2 separate regions of the Sus scrofa genome follow, and region 2 is linked to region 1. A link is a contact called in public HiChIP or PLAC-seq data. All regions are on one chromosome and are shown on one strand. The core of a region is the stretch at or near the end of the contact, and the rest is flanking DNA. Distances in the headings are between cores, read along the strand shown.

Region 1 (3,049 bases), core at 206-2,705:
CCTGCGGGGAGGATGGAGACACAGCGCGAGCACCTGGTGTGGGGCACAGAGGCGGCTCTGGCGGCCGGGAGCGGGGCCAGGAGCCAGCAGAGGAGCAGAGAGCACAGCCCGCCCGCCGCTGGCCACTAGGGGAGGGGGGGGAAGGAAAAAAGGACGGACAGCCGAATCTGCCGGCCGGCCTAGCTCCCCACGAGGGCCGGCTCGGCCCCTGACCACCAGCCTCCCCACCGCCCTCGCGGCTGCCGCCTCCTCCAGCTTGCTGGCCGCAGGGCCCCGCCGGGCCTTTGGGACCCGTCAGCACCCCAACCCCCGGCTCCCGGTCGCGTCGGGGCGGCTGCAACTGCCTCGCGCCCCCTCCCGCGAGCAGGGGGAGGGACCGCACAGCTCCTCGTTCTCCCCGCCCCCCTCCCCCGCCCCCAGCAGCCCGCTCTACCGCCGCGCTCGCTTCTCGCTGGCTGCACTGACCTGGGAAGCGGTGTCCTCCGCTCTGCGAGCGGCGGGCGGAGGCACAGGCAGCGGCGGGCTTCGGGCCGCCCGGCCGGCGCTGCTCTGCCGAGCGGGAGCTGGAGGCCGGCGGAGCGGGGCGGTGATGGAAGTGTGAGGAGGCGGCGGCGGGGCCCGGGGACTGTGAGGCGGCGTGTGGCGGCGACGCGGAGCGGGAGAGGCGAGGAGCAGGGGTGGGGGCGCTGGAGCAGCGGCTCTTCCGCGGCTGCGAGCCCCGTTCCCCTGCGCCCGACGCAGGATTAGCTGCCCGCCTCGAGTCGGGCGGGCGCCCGTCGACCCTTCAGCCCTGTCCTCCGCCTCTGCTCAGCTCGCCCCGGAGCTGGGCGCCGGTGCTGGGGGCAGCGTGGGGCTTGGCTTTCTGATTCATTCATTCTTTGCCGCTGGGAGCCTCAGACCTGCGGTGCTCCGAAGAGAGGAGGGAAGAAGGGCAGCCGCGAATGAAGGGCCGGGCGCGAGCCGGGCTTCATTGTGCTCGGCGGCGGGGGGCGGGCAGGGGCTGAGGGAAGTGGGATCGGGCCCCCTCCCCCCTGTTCCCCGGCGTGCGCTGCGCCCCCAGCCTGCTGCCAGCCTGGAAATGGCTCCGTGTGTTCTCCTCGGGAGAATGGATCGATCCTGCCCAGCCTTCTCTTCCTCCTCCCCGCCTCCTCTCTGCTCCCGGTCTTAGGAGGGGGAAAAAAAAATTAAAAGACAGATTCCAATGTGGACTGCCATGCACGTCGCGAGTTGCCAGGTTCGCACTTCGAGGAGATTTTTCTATATAGCTTTTTCTAATGTGAGCGCAGGGAAGCAGTGACATTACTGCTTTTAGGATTTTTATTTTCTCTTAGGGATCTCTCCAGTGCACGTCGCATTGGGTTGCACGCTCCACCCCCAGGGACCCGGTGTGGTGGAGAAATTTGAACCCGCAGCCTTAGTAGCATCGAAAAGGCCGAGTTACCTGGCTCTCCCTGAGTGTGGAGGAGGACAGGAACGAAATGACCACCGAACTCATTTTTCACAGGACTCGGTGAAGCTGGATTCTGCGTTTTCCGACACGTAGACTCATTTTGTGGAATAGAGTTGACCGCTGTCTCCTCCGCGCAGCATTTTAATTCTAACAAGCAAATGCCACCTCTGTTTGAACGTTTTGGTATTTCCCAGAAAGAAATCATTTTATCTAAGGGAACTAACTGAATTTACAGCATCACTGAAATACCTCCAGAAAAGGATCTCGGGGGGTGGACAAGCTACTGCGAAATAGCAGACGGAGAAATTCCTTTGGAAGTTATTACGTAGTATAAGAGCAGAAACTTCAGAGCAAGTTTTCATTGGGCAAAATGGGGTAAGAATTTTTGTGTTTAACACCACTTCGAGTCTGTTTATGTATTTGTGTGATAGAGCGGTGGTGGTGGATTGTCTGTGTTTTATGTTATCAAGCAAATTTGCCACCTTGCTAAGCTAGTGTTAACCTTTTAACAAGTTATTTTTGTGGAGTGACACCGGAGGCCATAATTAAGGAACGCACGTCTGTTACTTGTCACCAGAATATAGTTTTATTAGTGATATTTAAGAAGACAACACTTCCTGTCCTTTCTTGGTTAAAGTGCCGCAGCAGTTTGTGATCAAAGTAATGTTGTCATAGGTTTTGTTGCCGATTTCTTTCAAAGAGAAGTACTGCATTCTCTCGGTGCCTTTAGAATAATCAGGTGCACAAAGGAACAATTGTAAAGTATTGAGCGGTTGGATTTCAGTCCTTGAAAATGATCCAGTGTAAATTGTTGCCCTCACTGTGCCCTCTGTTTTGCCCTTGAATAGCCATAGCTAAAATCAATAGAATTGACTTATTGGGGCATTAAAACGAAAATCTGAAAGTCTTACTGACAAGGGCTCCCCAGTGCCCTGTGCTTAGTTGGAGATCAGAGCCTAAATAAGAAAAGCTTTTTGTTGAAAGAACTTGTTCACTTTTCGGTTTTGGTTTTTTTGTTTGTTTGTTTTTTTGTTTTTGCTTTTGTGATCATGTCATCAGTTTGTGTTAACAGTGTCAGATCTACACCTTTCAGATCCCAAGTCAAGCAGAAGTGCATTTTCCAACTTTTTATTAACTCTTCATACAGTAACTCAATAAAATGAGTGACTCCTCCTAATTTAAGCCAGACAGCTATTATGTATTGATGGAATAATGATCTGGTCGTTTCATTGACAGATTGTCAATGCTTTGTGTCAAAAAAGAACTTCCAGAATTCCCCCCCACCCTTTTTGGTGGTTGAATAAATGCATCTAAGATGTAGTTAGGAGACAGAGATTGAAAGGATAGACACTGAGATATTTATTGTGACAGTTGAGGGGTATGCATACCTAAACTTTCATTCTTGAAACGTTTGGAGGAAAGTTCTTCATAGTACTGCCCTTTTTGTTGGAGTTAGAATTTGAAGTTTATTAACTTGAACAAGTTTGAAAATGTAGAACATATGTTGTAGGAATCCTTCATCAGGAATTGAAGAGAAAGAGGGATACTTGTTTGTAAAACTTAAGTGACAAAGTGATGAAAATATATGTAACTTTCATG
Region 2 (3,049 bases), core at 246-2,745, 140 kb before region 1:
TCCCTTACTCCTTGTTCCATCTCCCACAAGTCCCTTCTCTTCTCCATCTCCTGCCTATCATGCCCACTCCTTCTGGAGGCAACCACAGAATTACATTTCCTTTTGACCTTGCACAGAAGGTCTGTCCTTCCCGCCCCTCTCATATATTTAGCACACTGTTTTATGGTCCCCATATTGCTTCCAAACTTCTTCCATAAAGCCTTTGAGGGCAGGGACTGTGCCGGCCTCCCACTTAGTAGTTACATGGTAAATTTGTGTCCGAAATTCCAGACTTCTTATCTGACAATTCGCCCTAATCAGTGCCACTCTGTGGGGTTTTTCAGCTTCAGCTCTGCTGGCTTTGATTAAGCAGCACTTCTAACTTTGGATAAGATGGGCACATCCATCTGTCACCTACAAAGCCTTTGTACTGATATTAATAGACTTAGGAAGGGGACAGAACTGAGGGACAAAACAAAAAACAAACAAAACCCCTAAAACTAAAAAACAAACCCTCAAACCCCATACTCAAAGAGAACCAGGAAAAGCAGAAACAAATCCAAATGGAGAGATGACTCCTATTACTTTCGTTTCAGGGCCTACATTAGAGGGATGCAGAGAGATAGAAATGGAGGGAGACCCATAATTTTATATAGTACTACCTAGTTATATTCACATGCACTGAAAGGTTGATATTTAAGAGAAAAAAACCACCACCACCAACAGAATTTTAAGAATAGGAGCGCCTGAAATCCGTGCTTTCCTCCAGAGAATTATGAGCTTTGTACCAAAATTAGGTCCTCCTCTAGCAGTGCTGGGCATCCAAGAGACCTCCAGTCATCTGAAGTTTCCAGAGCAGGCATCTCCGCCTCCACCTGCACCCCACACCCTCTTCTCCTCTAACTAAGGCTTTCAAAATTGTTGCTAGGCTTTGGGCCAAAGCTAAGCGTTTCAGCCCAAATCAGCAGTTAGGGAGGACGCGAAGTAAATCCCCAGGAATAAACAAGAGCCGAAAGTCACAAGGAGCTGCCTGGGGGGGAGGGGTGGTAATGAAGGAGGAAGGGGGGATGGGGAGGGATGAACTTTGCTGCTGCAGGCGGGCCTGTCACTCCAGCTGACACAGGCACCTTCACCTTCAAGTTTTTCACCAAGTCAGCGCCCCCACAGAGAAAGTGCTTAGCTCGAGGAACGTGAACTCCAGCGCGCTCGAAAAGAGGAAAAGGAAGGGGGCGGCGTTTCCCCGCGCAGCACCTGCCCTCCCCGACGGCCGCACTCGGGGCCCGGAGCAAGGGCTCCACGCTACCTGGCGTCCGGCTCCGACTCCGACTCCGCGGCCGTCTCGCCCTCCTCGCCCTCCGACTCCTCCTCGGTGTCCAGCTCCCGGGTCGCCTCCTCGTCCCCATCGGAGCTGAGGGCGCTCTCCGCGGCGTGGTTGCTGTCGCTGCTCGCCATCGCGCCTCGCCCGGGCCGGAGCTGGAGCCGGAACCGCCCGCGCCGCGCCTGGTGTTCTCCCTCTGAGGGCGCCTCCGGCCTGGCCCGGCCCTGCCCTGTCCCGGCGGGGCGTCTCGGGTTCCCGCCCGGGGGCGGGCGAGCCCCGCTACTTTAAATAGAAGGCGTCAAAAAGTTTCGCCACCGAGGTTCGGGGGCCCGGGCTCAGCTTGTCCTCTTCCCCGCGCGTCTGCCAACTCCCCCCAGCCCTCCCCGCCCCAGTTTGGACAGATCCTGGGCAGGCCGTTTGCGCGGCGGGAGAACATCCCTCCGAGGGGCGCAGGCTCCCGCTGCACCCGGGAATTGGAAGGGGGAAAGGCACCGGGCCGCTCCAGCCTCTCTTTGCCCTCAAGTGGGTTTGGAGCCCAGCTGAGCTTCTCCATGGGCCCTCATCACAACCAAGTAACTACCCTTACAGCGAGAGCAGAGTACTTAAGACTAGTTCAGGCAGTGGTAATTATCCCCTTAAACTTTGCTGTGGTCGGTTTAACTGCAGTGCTAGTTTTAGAAATGAGAAAAACTCTCAGAAAGGCTTGAGTTCCTAGCTGGCTCAGGGTCTCCTTGCTAGTAAAGCGACCCAGTGGGAAACAAAGTCTGCCCATTTCAGAAACCCAGTTTTGAACCATGGATCAGTATTGGTTCCCTTCATATCTGCAAATCACTACGTTGTGTATTCTCCTCAGTGACCCCTGGATTATTCAGCCAGGAACTGTTATCTTCATAAATCTTAAATTTGTGAATAAGGAATAATTTCCCCCACGTTGGCCAAAATCTGTTGTGTCTGGAACTCAACCCCAAAAATCCAGATCTTTAGTTGGATCCTGTTATGCTAATGCTTAAGAGCCCTCAGTGGCTTCCAACTGTGCAAAGACTGAAAAGCTCAAGCTCTTCAGGAAGAGAAGTGCTAAAAACACCCCACAACTTACAACCCTTATCTTACCTTGTGGTCTCATCTTTGGAAGTCAGGACTTCCTAGCATTCATCAAATCACACCATGGTACCTTTATGGACACAATTCCTTCTGTCTAAAACATTCATCCTAGCTTCAACATTCCTCCTACCTTCATCTTCCCGGTTATTCATCATTCAAGATCACACCTTTCTCTGAAAACCCCAACTTAAGCTCAGTACATCTGTTCCAGGTTCCCTCATTATCCCATACACAAATTAGGTTTATGTCTCTTTCCCCCAGGAGACTTTGGAAGTTTGTTACTCATCTTTGTCCCACAATCCCCATTTCTCACAAGCACAGAAGCTTAGCAAAGTACTTAGCACATAGTAGGTGTTTAAGGACTGTTCCCTGCACTAAAGAGAACAAGACAAAACCAGCTGATTACCTACTACAGGTAGAGATATCTTCATGATACTTTTTTTTTTTTTTCCGTAAGATGATTTTATGGCTAGAAGAGCTAACACTGATTTGTTGTTTTTGCTTTTCAGAGACGCAGGTGTGGCATATGGAAGCTCCCAGGCTAGGTGATCAAATCAGAGCTACAGCTGCCAGCCTACACCACAGCCACAGCAAGGCTGGATCCAAGTCATGTTTGTGACCTATACCACAGCTCACCACGATGGATCCTTT

Evidence for each region. HiChIP or PLAC-seq counts read pairs in DNA pulled down with a chosen protein or histone mark.
Region 2: an H3K27ac HiChIP or PLAC-seq map of skeletal muscle shows a contact between it and region 1. The contact joins the promoter of CMYA5 here to the promoter of HOMER1 in region 1. A contact is called at or near these places in 2 of 47 Hi-C or Micro-C datasets (heart right ventricle and skeletal muscle) and 1 of 2 datasets of contacts at active chromatin or transcription factors (skeletal muscle).

Annotation. Positions count from the first base shown.
Region 1 is chr2:88,252,249-88,255,297 of Sscrofa11.1, reverse strand. It overlaps HOMER1 (homer scaffolding protein 1), which reads left to right and starts at 1,455. Exons shown (of 9, transcript NM_001243811.1): 1 at 1,455-1,825. The coding sequence starts at 1,821.
Region 2 is chr2:88,389,613-88,392,661 of Sscrofa11.1, reverse strand. CMYA5 (cardiomyopathy associated 5) reads right to left here and starts at 1,495. Exons shown (of 13, transcript NM_001197307.1): 1 at 1,283-1,495. The coding sequence starts at 1,431.